Linked DNA regions of Mus musculus: regions 2 and 3 are each linked to region 1. Evidence: chromatin contacts called from public ChIA-PET and HiChIP or PLAC-seq data. All regions are on one chromosome and are shown on one strand. Each heading gives the region's core, a stretch centred on a gene start, on an enhancer-like site or on the middle of the called end of the contact. The rest is flanking DNA. Distances are from core to core; before and after follow the strand shown.

Region 1 (4,190 bases), core at 878-3,377:
AAACTGCTTGTCCCTAAGCCTGATGACTGATGTCAGTGCACAGAACCACGTGGTGGAAAGAGAGAACTGACTCTCACAAGTTGTCCTTCGACCTCTACACACATGGAGTGGCCGACTACACACATGCATACATGCATAAACATACATAATAATAAAAAGGTTATATATATATGTTTTTCGAGACAGGGTTTCTCTGTATAGCCCTGGAACTCACTCTGTAGACCAGGCTGGCCTCGAACTCAGAAATCTACCTGCCTCTGCCTCCCAAGTGCTAGGATTAAAGGCGTGCGCCACCACTGCCTGGCAATAATTAAAAAAAAAAAAAAAGCCCACCAAGCACTGTTGAAATGGAAAGCTGAATTAATAGAAGACTGTGATTACTAGAGGCCATCAGGTGTGTTGGCCTATGGATGGAGCATTAGAACACTTGAAAGGTCACCTCAAGATTTGGCCATCACCCTGTATGACCTGTCCAAGCATGGGGTGGAGGAATAGATCAGATGTCCAATAAGACATTCTGAGTCCATCAGACCCAAGCTCATTCTCACATTGAATTTGATTATTATACATGCTTATTTTCTCTTCTTCTGCTTGAAGATCTCTCTACCTGTTGCAATGTGATATAGATTTTAGTCTTTACTGAAAGTGCTCGCTATTGAAAAACATGGCCCTAAGTTCCACAACTCTGGTTCCTGGCTTCTGGAGTCTAAGTACAATAAAACCCAAACACCTGTTTTTGGAAGGGGCCAAAGACAGAGTCAGCTCTTTATAAAGCTTCAAGCTCCTAACTTTGTCCCAGACTCAGGTCATTTTATTCCCTCGAAGGTTTGGGTGAGTGGGTTATGGCCGGCTGTTCTGGGAGAAAAAGTTAGCTGCATCTATATGGAAATTGTTTCTATGATGTGGGGGTCAGCTTTTGTGGAAGAACATTAATATCCTATGTTCTTAATGTTAGAAGAAGAGGGCTGGAGAGATGGCTCAGAAGTTAAAAGCTCTTCTTACTCTTACAGCGGACCTGGGTTCAATTCCTAGCCGCCCCCCCCCCCCCCGTCCTACAAGCCACTCATAACCCCAGTTCCAGGGGAATCCATCAAATGTCACAGGTGCACATGCACACATCCAGGTAAAACATTCATACACACAATGTAAAAGAAAGAAAGAAAGAAAGAAAGAAAGAAAGAAAAAATGTAGTAGAGCCCAACAATAAAAACCAACAATGTTAGGAGCTCCATTCAAGCTGTAGAGACCTTCAGAAGTTTGGTTTCTGGTGGGGAAGGGTTATCCTGATCTTAGGGATGTCATCTTGGGTCTTTTTCATGGAGACTTCACTTGCCAAGTCATTTCCTCTCCCTGTACACTAAGCACTTTCAATTACAGACACTCTCTTTTGGCTCTGAGCTTGGATAAATGCTACCTTGTTAGCTAATAGTACCATTAATTATATTAATGATTAATAGCTAATTAGTCATAATGTGGTCATGCTTCTTCCAATGGAGCCTTCCTTTCTTGCAACAGTTCTGGGACTCTAGCGCACGCGCGCACACACACAGACCACACAGACACACGCACGCACGCACACACTTCCCTATTTCTGGCCACAGGATGAGCCCAGCAGTCCATCCTGTTTGCTTACCATACTGGCGGTCTCTAAATCCCCCTAGTTGTAATCAACTATCCCATTTGTCTGGTGGATGGCTACTTCTTACAAGTGTCGCCCCTTCTATTTCTGTCACTCACTGACTGCTCTCTACTAACAAGGTGGCCAGCAATTAGGGTTTTTTTCTTTTTGAACCGTATTCCATAAGTCAAAGATATCTACTTCCAAATCTCACTCTGACCCACTTTTCCACTTTCTCCCCCCTTTGCACTTTTACGTTTTCTTATTTCTTAGGATCTCAAACCCCCTGCCCACAGATACTTCGTCTTCTGCCTTCAGGCTTCCTTTTGAAAACCACGCCCCCACCCCCTTAAGCGTCGCGCATGCGCAGCCCACGACTTTACCTGGGCGCTCGGGAGTGGGCGGAGTGGGCAAGGGCCGGGGGTGGAGCAGGCAGCCGGCGGTTATCTGCTCGGCTGAGCGCTCACATTGTGGCAGGAGGGAGAAAAGGTGCGCCCAGGCCGAGCCGAGGGCCGCGCATGCGCGCCGACCCCCATAGCCGGGGATGGGGTGTGTAGGGGGGGGAGGTGTCGGGATCCCGACCGCGCGGGGGGGAGGGGGGGGCGCGTGCAGGGGCGTGCGCGCGCGCGCGCTCCCGCCGGCCTCCCTGCCCCCTTCGCGCACGACATCCCTACAGCACACCCCCTCCCCCGCCGCCCGCCCCGCGCGCCGCCCGCTCCGCGGCCCCGCTCGGCCTCGCGCGCTCGGAAGGGAGTCGCGAGACGTCGGAGCGGCGGCCACGTAGCGCTGCGGCGGCGGCGGCGGCGGCGGCCGAGGCCGGGTCTGAGGATCGGCCCAGAGCGCAGACGTTGGGCAGGGGGAGGGGCCGGCACGGCGGGCGGTGGGGACTGGAGCGACGCGGCGCGGCGCGGCGACAGGCCCCCGCCGCGGGGATGGGCCGCCGAAGCGGCGGTGGTGGCGGTGGCGGCGGCGGCGGCGGCCCGGGTGAGTAGGAGCCCCTTCCCCGCGCTCTCGCCTCCCGCCGCGGCGGCGCCCTGGCAGCCGCGTTTCCTCTGCGCCCGGCCGGGCTGGCGGAGCCGGAGGAGCCTGCGCCGAGGCAGCTGCGTGCGCTAGGCCGGAGCAGCCCCCATCCGGCGGGCAGGCCCCGGGCGCTGCGCGTCTGCCGCTCTCAGCTTGGCCCGGGGTGCCGGCTCCGTACCCCCGCCCCCTCTCCCCAGCTTAGCTGCAGTTTTGCAGCGAGTGGGTTCGCCTCGAGGCCTGACGGGGTGGCCGGGGTGCACGGGTTAGTAGGCTGAGGAGAGCATTCTCTTGCCCTGCAGCTGGTGGCTTGCACCCACTACCTCCCCCGCCGTGCGGTTGCGCCCAAACCTCCAGCCCTCGAGAGTATTGTGGCACCAGGAGATAACACGCATGTGATGTACACTCGCCACCCGCAGCACCACACTCAGCCCAGTGGGCGATGCAGACCTTTCTCCACCCTCACTTCGTCCACCCCTCCAATCAGGCTTTACTAAAGAGTCCCAGGTCGGAGACACCAAAGAGAGGGATACCCCTGTTACATCTCTATGAAACATGTTCGTTGTCGAGGGATGACTATTGTAGAAATGATAGATGTCTCTGCTTTGCCTCGAAGTCAGTCTTTAGGATTTAAGATCCTGTATGCTCCTCTTTGAAGCGGGCCGGTCTTTGATTACATCTAGCTCATCCCTCCCCCAACAACAACATCAGGAACACGCGCGAGCACACACACACACACACACACACACACACACACATATATGCACACGCACACTCGCACACTTCCTGATTGCGGAACGGCCCCTGTCATTGCGGATCCATTGTCAGAAGTGGCTTGTGCCAATCAAAGGAATGTGCCTTTGGAGGAAGATGTTTTTTTCACAACCAAGCTACAGGATGTCAATCAGTCTTTGGTTCCCCTCCTGGATCTTACCCATGTTTAAGCACCTTCATGGTGTTTCCCTTAATGGCTTTTCCAGCGCGCTCTCAGTATCACCTGAACGACGTTCTCCCCCGACCTCTCCCACCTCCAGTTAATTAGATATCTACTGCACACAGTAATTTCATCGGTTTTGTTGTTGTTGTTGCTGTTGTTGCTGCTGCTGTTGCGGCGATGTTTAACATAACAAGGCATAGCCTGCATAAGTAGTGTAGTCTTTTGGGATGAAGGTCTATGTACTTTTTTTCCAAACGATGGTCGGGGCCCTGTTGTTCTGAGAAAGGCAAGGAGCAGTACATGCTTTGTTGACAGCATGTATGTTTGCTTAGGAAAGGAAATCTGCTCGGATGTGGCAGGTGATGTTCCCCGGTGGGGCTGGTCTGTGGTGGGGTATGTGGCCTTAAGTCAACGGCTTGCTTATTTGAATCACCACTGTGCACATGTGTTCACATAGATACTGTCTTTAGTATAAAAGATTCACAGCAAAATTAAACTCTTCTTTAGGGCTGTGGAAGTCTTAGGGCCCTTTGCAGTGAAATACATACATGGTTTTGTATGCAACTACACAATCATCTCGAAGCTGGTCCCGGGACCTCAAGTTAAGATCTGTGTTAT
Region 2 (4,190 bases), core at 1,015-3,514, 58 kb after region 1:
TGTGTCGGGACAGCGTCCCTGGAGTTGTTTCTGTTACTGTAGCACAGAGACCTGAGTACCTGGCCGTCTGATCTCCTACTGTCTACGCAGCTTTACTCTCATCACTCTGCTCTCGAGTGCCTTCAAAAAAGCCCATGTCCTGGAGCCTCTGTCCCGGTCTGAATCCTACCTCTGATTGAGTCGTTCTCCTGAGCATCGGAATTCACCCTCTTCCCAAGGGCTTAACTACAAACTCTAACACCTGGCTAGGAATTGTGAACACAGTTGTGTATTGTTGCCCTGTCATTCACGGCAGGGTCACCTTTGTAGCTTCTTTGTATCTTATTCCCCCACCCACACCACTTCTGGACTAGAGCCATTTGTCCTTCACCTTCTAGTCTTTCACCACAGACCGACGGTTCCCTTAAAAATCAAAGGTCACCCAGTGCATCTCTGGGTCATCTTTTTCTCATCTGATGAAGTCTTCCTGAGTACCTACCCTTCAAACTAAAGGAGCGCGAGCTGCCGCTGGGGCGCACATAGCATCGCGTAACACTTGGTTCTTCCAGTGGCTAGCCTAGTCATAGGAGGAGAAAAGTGCTCTCTGGGGTTAACAAATTCCTTTCTTGATTTTTGATCAGCCCCTCTCTCTCATCAGCCACCTGTCCCCCTTGTAAGCCCCATTACGTCATTTACAAAGTGTGATTGATGTCTAATGTATGAAAGACGGAGGAAAAAGGAAGCTGATGTGTGCTCTGTGTGTAGTATGTGCACTTCACTGTAAAGATTACTTTAGCAACTGGCTGGTCTCTCGTGTCCCAAATTAAAGTTTGTGCTGTGTAATGGGTTGATAGTTCCCTCCTAAAGCAAAAACAGATGAGCTCTTTCGGTGAGGAAACAGGATTTTTTTTTTTTTTTTTTTTTAGGCAAATGAACACTAATTAGAGTATCCTGACCTGAGTCAAAAGCTTTGCTTTCTGACTTACAGTCTCTTGCATCTTTCCTTCCAGTTATTAGTACCCAGGCACCCAAGACTGATTGATGGTCGCACACCGTGGGAGACTTGAAAGGCGGCTGTTGATAAATTTTTCATCCTTTTTTTTGTCTGTGAACAGACAGGATGCCAGTGGGTGGGACAATACCAAATTGTGAGAATTGGGTTGAAAATACAGAAGTCAAGACATTGGAATGCCCCACTGGCTGTTTGGATTGAGAGCGGCATGCACACTGGAAGAGGTAGAGTCTGTGGTGCAGAAATCATTCCCAAGTGTCTAAAGGACCCTCCATGTTTGCCGCTGCGGTCAGTCTTGGGAACTGGGTGCTTTGAATCGGTTCCTTTTTCTCCAGTGTCCCGGGCGTTTGGATAGCGAAGAGCCATAGTCACCTGTCACTGGGAAGACCCATACCCTTCGAGAAGGATGGCTGCGTTATTGTGTCTGGATTAGGATACTTTTGGTCAAGTATCAAAGAGAGTTGTTGCCCCTCAGAGGTTTCCCCATCACTAACCCCAGCTTACCTTCATCCTATTTGAGCTTCTCTGGTGAGATTGGGGATATGGCAGATTACTCGAAAATGATTTTATAGGTGATGGAGATGCTCAAAAAGGGAGGGAAGCTGGGGCTTTGTTTAATGTCAAAAGGAAATCGGATGGTTTCAGTCGAGTCAAGAGCCTGCCTGTATGGGTCTGAAAAGAGAGCAGTGGCTTGTTTCTGTGTCTCTGGCTCCCGTGAACGAGCACAGCCTCTCCATCTGCCTTACCATGTAGGGAGCCAGGGAGCCAGAAACAGGGTCTCCATCACACCCCGAGTAGGCTCTGTGACTCTGGCTGCATTGGAAAATACACATGATCACTCACTTGAGTTAAGTTGGAAAGAAATAAATGGTGTAGTGTAATGTCTGTGTTTACTTCTCAAATTGTATTGCTAGATATGTGGCCTCAAAAAACCAGGTGAATTATCTTCCAGAATATGAGGGGTTGGGAGTAGGGGTGAGGGTTGTTTTGGGTTTTTGTTTCCTCTGCAGTACTTGTTTTGGCCATACGGGGCGATAAAGTACTTTCTTCTTAGCTTTTAAGTCTCTTCTGGGCTACCTCTTGGCTCACTGATTGGATTTGACTAAAACATTTTCACGATCACTAAGTTGAGCAGTTACTCAGGCCTGGTGATGTGAGCAGAGATGGGGTCCTGTGTCTGAGGTCCATGTGGCTCGTCAGGCATCATAACCAGCAAGCCTTTGTTAATATTGGTTCCATGAAACCGAAAGCTAGCCCTTATCATAAAGGCTCCATTGTTTACTAAACGCAGAACTAAAGGTGACCCTCCTCCCTGTTTCCACCCTCCCATTGCAGCCCAGTCTGCCCTATCACATCTGTGACAGCAGTGGGGACCTCTCATGTGTAAGCACACGCTCTCTCACTTTTTCTGCTCCAGGTGGGTAGGAAGGTCTCCCAGAGCAGGCCTGGCCCTCTCTCTGCACAGGTTCCTTGTCTTTGGGCTCCTGGCCCTCTTCAGCTCTCGGGGAATATTGAATGCGTCCTTTGCAGTGTCTCCAGAGGAACAGTTGGCTATCCACTCAGGAAAGCACAGGCCTGAGGCTGTTTACCTTGCAGGGTCAGGAAGCATTTTCCTGTGGAAGGGCCTCCTGCTGATTTTCTCCTGGTCCTTTCCCCCAGCAAGAGTCTGTGCAGTGCCAGTCGGGGGGTCCTTGTAATTCCAGCCCAGGCAGAAGTGGAAGGGAAGCAGTGACCAGGGTAGATAGCAGGTGTCCGGGTGTCCCCACAGTCCTGAGGTCACTTGCACTTTCTCATTTCTTAAAGGAAGTCCAGTGTTCTTGCCAGGAATCCTTAGCCTTAGGTTTACAAAGCTTGCTGTTGAATGTTCGTCCGGAGGAGTGTAAGAAGGCAGGAACTGCTTGGTTCCAGTCCTGCCTGCAAGGTCAAGAAGGTTTAAGACTACGTCTAATCTGGAATCCTTACCTCTGTAGAGGGCGTTGAAGGTCAAGCTGGGACGGTGAGGGGTGCTGTAAAGAAGGTCATTGGGCCTTCAGTTGTGGGTGGGGGTGAGTGGTGGGCAGGACAGAGTCTTACTAGGATGGGAAGGAGGGAGAGGAGGGCTTGGCCCAGGGAGCTGGCCGCATGGTGGGTGGAGCCAGGTGGGCTCTGAACTGGTCCAGATGCCTGGCTTCCCTTAGCCATCTTTTCCCTAGCATCCTGTCAGACCCCCGGCGTGATGATATGCTTCCCTGTGTTAACTCTACCAATATTATTTTTTTAGCAATGGAAATGCACTTTTTTTTAATTTCAACTCAATCATGATTTTAAGTATAAAAATTTATAGATTGTTAAAACTACTTTTTTGTGTATTTTTAACCACTCAATGTAGCATTGTATATTTTATTCTTATTGAGACTCTGGTACAAGGTGTGCCATTTAATGATTTTTTCCCCCCAACATGCTGGGCCTTTGGATGTGTACGGTAACCAACTTCATGCTAATGTTCAAAGTAAAAAAAGAAAAGTAGCCATATTCCCACGTGTCTTCTCTTCATTTCTTCTCCAAGCTCAGATGACATTTTGAGGGCCCCTTGGTCAATGATTGTTCATTTTATGTAATCATGTGACCCACGTCTGTATTATTGGTTCGTATCTCCAATGCTGTTGGTAGTGTGCCTACCCTAAGCCCCAAATCCAGCCTGGTCCCTTAAGAATAACATTCTTCCTGTCCCCCACCTGCCTGTCCAGTTAGTTATAGTGACTGAGTCTCAAGCTTGTACACAGTAGGTAAACTGTACCACTGAGCTACATCCTGTGTCCTCCTCTTAATTTGTGTTTTGAGATAGGCCCTTACTGAGTCGCCCGGGCTAGTCCTAAACTCACTCAGGAACTCAGGGAGGCCTTTAACATGCTGTCCTCCTGTCTCAAGCTTCCTGACAAGCCTGGGTCACAGGCTGCACCACCAGGTCCGTGTGAGCCTGTACGATGTACTTCCAAGTCTGCCCCGATCTCATCTCTATAGTGCTGCTGCCTTGGTGCCCCTGAGCTGCAGGCAGCAACACTGCTCTGGCCAACTGAGCAGTGAGCGCAGACTTTCCAAGAGGGGTGTTTGGGGGAAGGATCAGGATTGGGTGTGACCCAGCTAGAAGAGTTAACCCCAAGTGCAAACAGCTTATCCAGTATAGTCAGTGGGAGGCAGCTTTTCTCCTCACCCCCGTGGG
Region 3 (4,190 bases), core at 1,036-3,535, 36 kb after region 1:
TTTGTTTGTTTGTTATAAAGAGGCTATTTCTCACTTATTTTCATTATCTACATAGGCTTTTTTTTCTTTTTTGTTAGTGATCTTAAAAATAGACTAATGTATTAAAAATTACATTCTAGAAAACTACCCTTGGTCATGGCTAGACTGAGCCCTCCCAACACCCTAGCATCAAACTTGATATGAAGGTAAAAATGACTTCCTTTGACTTTGGGAACATCCTGCCAGCCCTCCTGCTGGGAGCCACACGTGGGCAGAGCCATGCCAGGCTTTCTTCTGGTACTTGAGAGCTGTTGAATTTTATTAGAGCCTGAGCTATGTTGGATTTTAATAGAAAACTATCTCAGTGACACACACACAATGCTTCTTACCGTAAAGATAAAGAGTTCCTTTTAATTAACACTTATTTCTACATTTAGATGACGTTTGTGGGTAATGGCGAGTGCTTTGAATGCTGCTGGCATCCTGGCAGAGTAGCTTACTTAGGATGTAGCTGCTTCTTTGGCCCAAGGGGTTGTTTGATGAACCTTAGGTGCTTCAGCTGGCTTGTGGTGAGGAATACATATTTGATTTTGTTCTTGTGTGGAGACTATTTGTGCTAGCAAGTCCTTAGATAGTACCTGAGAGCAACTCTGTCCTCATACAGGTCGATTACTACAACTAGTATAGTATCTAGCAGATGGGAAACACTTACCTGTTTAACAAGGATGTGACCAAGTGCTTTGTATAAATGCAAATCCTCTGATTATTTATAAACTAGAGAATTGGCCAGACCTTACAGTTGTGTAGTTTGCTGCTTGGCTCCCACTTTTTGCATTAATGGACAATTTAAGTGGACTATTATTAGTGGACTATTGTTGCTACAGTTTAGGATCGACAGTACCAGAGTCAGGTTAGAAGTAACCGTATTTATTGGTCTCTTTATGAGCCTCGTTGGTTACATGTTCTCTTCCCTAACAGTGTATTCGCTTTATGTAGAGCAGCTCAGCAGGGTCTGAGTGACTCCTGTTACCTGTTAAAGTTACATAGCAGTTCAGCGTCAAGTGTACTGAACAGTTTCTTACTAAGGTTATTTCGTAGCAAGATTTCACTCACTTCAGCCGAGTAGAACCAATATATTAAGAAAAAGCCATATCATTCATCCCAGGCCTCGGGGGGCAGAGGTAGGCAGAACTCTGTGAGACCAGGTGGCCTCGTCTGTACAACAAGTTCCAGGACAGCCCGGCTACATAGTGAGACCCTCATCTCAGGAGGAAGAAGGGGGAAAGTTAAGCTTTGCTTATTTTAATTAATTAAAAATTAGCCCCAAAGTTTTGCAGTAGGTACTAAGTAGATGCTGAATAATAAAAATGTCTCTGGTGCCCATCACATGACAGACATTCAGTAAATACTGTTTTCCTTCCTTTTGTCAACTCGACTATACAGGTCCTCCATTGTCATTTGTATGACTCAGCTGCAGGGTAGCTGGCAAAATAGCAGTATAAGCATGCTGCAAGCAGATTGTATGCCCGTCATTGTTTTTTCATGGATGGTTTTAGTTTTCTTAGAACCGTGCCGACCTGGTGGTGACTGATTCTCAGAATTTTGACTTCTCTGCAACTGACACATGAAAAGTCACCCAGTTGTAGCATGGCTGTGCACCAAGTGTCAACCGCCTCAGCGGTGCTCCCATAGCTGAGGCAAGTTATGGTGACGGTTCATTTATAATTATTAAAGGCCAGGTCGGTTTCCTTGTGTGGTTGTGCCAGTTAGCTGCTCTAGTTCTGTGGCCTGCAGTGCCCATGTGGCTGCCCTTGTGTGTGGGTTCTCACTCTGGTAGATGTGGTGGCTGATGCTGAAGGAAACTGCCAGTATGACTCCCTTGAGTGTTTCATGGCCTTTTGTATCATGAGACTGATACCAGCAGACCCTGCAGCATCCAGTGTGGCAGACATCATGTGGTAGTAGGTATTTCTTCATCAAACACATGCTGTCTGCTTTAAAGATAGTTTGGTGAATTTGACAGATATGGCTCTTGGTATGATAGAATTTACATTCTAACTGAAATTGGGGACTCATACAAGCCTGTAAAATAATATCCATTTCAAACCATTTGAGGAGAATAATGAATCAAAGTGTATGGAATGTAATGATTTTAAATTTTGTGTGTTGTGAGGAATTCCATGGCCTAAGAAGAATATGGTGATATAATTTTTTCCCTCATTTTTTTTTCTCTTTATAGACAAGATGCTCCAAGTCCCCTGCAGTTCTCTTCGAAAGAAGACGAGGAGTGCTCTGCGCCTGCCGTAAGAACAGCCCTTTTTGACTTAAGGTGGCGGTGGTGCTGTGACACAGGAAGAACTGCATGCAGGCTGCAGGAGTTTCTTATTCTCACTTCTTGAGTAGTTAGTTCTCCGTGGAGGGAGAAAGATTTGAGTCTTAATTGCCCTGTTTTCAAGGTGTTCTGTGTCGTCTGAACTGGGCCACTTCCTAATGAGCTACACAGCCAGTCCTTGTCCGGAGCTGGTTGAACCCTGTGCAGTGCATGCAGAAGGAATGGCCCAGGAAGAGAGCCATCGAAGTCAGGCGCCACCCACCTTCTACCATGGTGCCAGCCAGGAGCTCGACCTGTCCACCAAAGTGTATAAAAGGGAGTCTGGAAGCCCTTACTCTGTGCTAGCAGACACCAAGATGAGCAAACCACATCTCCACGAGACGGAGGAGCAGCCATATTTCAGGGAGCCAAGGGCAGTGTCTGATGTGCATACTGTCAAGGAAGACCGGGAGAATTCTGATGACACGGAAGAGGAGGAGGAAGTCTCTTACAAAAGGGAGCAGATCATAGTGGAGGTAAACCTTAATAACCAAACATTAAATGTCTCTAAAGGGGAAAAGGGTGTCTCTTCCCAGTCCAAAGAGACGCCTGTCCTTAAGACAAGCAGTGAGGAAGACGAGGAAGAGACTGAGGAGGAGGCCACAGATAACAGCAGTGACTACGGAGAGAACGGACGGCAGAAGAAAAAGGAGAAGCAAGTGGAGAGAGTCAGGGTTACACAGAGGCGAACCCGGAGAGCGGCCTCTGCTGCCGCAGCTACCACTTCCCCTGCACCCCGCACAACTCGAGGCCGTAGGAAAAGTGCAGAGCTACCCAAGAGGAAGAAGCGGGCCACCAAGGAGGCTAAAGCGCCAGTTCAGAAAGCTAAGTGTGAAGAGAAAGAGACTCTGACCTGTGAGAAGTGCCCCAGGGTGTTTAATACTCGCTGGTACCTGGAGAAGCACATGAACGTTACTCACAGGCGCATGCAGATCTGTGATAAATGTGGCAAGAAGTTTGTCCTGGAAAGTGAGCTGTCCCTTCACCAGCAAACAGACTGTGAAAAAAACATTCAGGTAGGTCTCACCAGCGGAGGGCAAAGTTTCCAGGCTAGGACCTGGCTGTTCAGAGTCATCTGGTGTCTGCCCAAGAGGATAGAGGCTGAAGGGACAGATTTCACCAATTATCACTTTAGACTCTGCTGCTTGGGTCTTTTCAAAACCAAGGCTTAATCCTGTCTTTCAAAAGCATTACACTTAACTGACGATGGATTAGTGAGAACCAGGTGCACTGGAAGGGGGATTGGTTATAGATGACTGACTGGGATGTAAAGTCAGCGCCGACTTTGCACTGAGAGTCTCTGTTGTGGGACCTGTGAGATAATTCATTCTGGCATCTTCTGTCACGGTGGGAGGTTTGCCGAGTGAGGGCCAGGAGTAGAGAAAGGTCCTTTCCAATTAGAAGGATGTCAGAGTCTAGTGCAGCTGATGGGGACAGAGACCATGACTCAGACCTGTGGAAATGGAAGATCTCCTTACACCCGTGGAGAGATGGCAACACTAAATGTGTCAAGAGGCAAGCCCGTGGGAATATGCAAACCTTAAACAGAGGCTGAGCTGTTTGAAAATGTTGCTTACCTGGCAGTAGGGTTACATAATAATGTTGCTGTACAGTGCTGCTGATGTAACAAAGCGTGCTATTCAAACCACTCTGGTGTCTTGGAAAGATTGTACTGTGACAGGTTAAGAGGTGTTGAATTTATTGCAGCTATATTGGTGTATGTATATGTTTGTGTATTAATGGATATTCATACATGGTAAGTCTGTTATGTGTCCATAAGATGTATATAATAATTACCATATTGAAGCTAACTTTAAAAGATAAATTGTTTTACTTTTGG

What was found. ChIA-PET counts read pairs in DNA pulled down with a chosen protein or histone mark. HiChIP or PLAC-seq counts read pairs in DNA pulled down with a chosen protein or histone mark.
Region 2: a contact with region 1 is called in an H3K27ac HiChIP or PLAC-seq map of embryonic stem cells, with 8 read pairs. The contact joins the enhancer-like site here to the promoter of Zfp652os in region 1. A contact is called at or near these places in 3 of 39 promoter capture datasets (HPC-7-derived erythroid cells, epiblast stem cells and neutrophils), 1 of 15 datasets of contacts at CTCF or cohesin (the NIH/3T3 cell line), 1 of 484 Hi-C or Micro-C datasets (embryonic fibroblasts), 7 of 115 datasets of contacts at active chromatin or transcription factors (the HPC-7 cell line, the SCID.adh cell line, bone marrow-derived macrophages and 2 more) and 3 of 9 other capture datasets (adipose tissue, liver and pancreatic islet).
Region 3: an RNA polymerase II ChIA-PET map of effector CD8 T cells shows a contact between it and region 1, with 1,074 read pairs. The contact joins the promoter of Zfp652 here to the promoter of Zfp652os in region 1. A contact is called at or near these places in 4 of 39 promoter capture datasets (the C10 cell line, the SN4741 cell line, liver and 1 more), 3 of 15 datasets of contacts at CTCF or cohesin (CD8 T cells, the G1E-ER4 cell line and the NIH/3T3 cell line), 29 of 484 Hi-C or Micro-C datasets (CD4 T cells, CD8 T cells, CD8 central memory T cells and 19 more), 16 of 115 datasets of contacts at active chromatin or transcription factors (the 230-238 cell line, CD8 T cells, DN3 thymocytes and 8 more) and 4 of 9 other capture datasets (adipose tissue, bone marrow-derived macrophages, liver and 1 more).

What each region holds. Positions count from the first base shown.
Region 1 is chr11:95,710,627-95,714,816 of GRCm38.p6, forward strand. It overlaps Zfp652os (zinc finger protein 652, opposite strand), which reads right to left and starts at 2,128. Exons shown (of 2, transcript NR_045780.1): 1 at 2,002-2,128.
Region 2 is chr11:95,768,852-95,773,041 of GRCm38.p6, forward strand. No RefSeq gene overlaps it. Among named protein-coding and RNA genes, the nearest start is that of Gm38957, 5.9 kb to the right of the region's middle. Within about 2 kb of position 2,265, at least 39 of the 459 cell types and tissues checked have an H3K27ac peak or open chromatin away from gene starts, as enhancers often do. A contact at or near this core is called in the SCID.adh cell line, embryonic stem cells and epiblast stem cells, where this site is marked.
Region 3 is chr11:95,746,782-95,750,971 of GRCm38.p6, forward strand. Zfp652 (zinc finger protein 652) reads left to right here and starts at 2,286. Exons shown (of 5, transcript NM_201609.2): 1 at 2,286-3,366. The coding sequence starts at 2,470.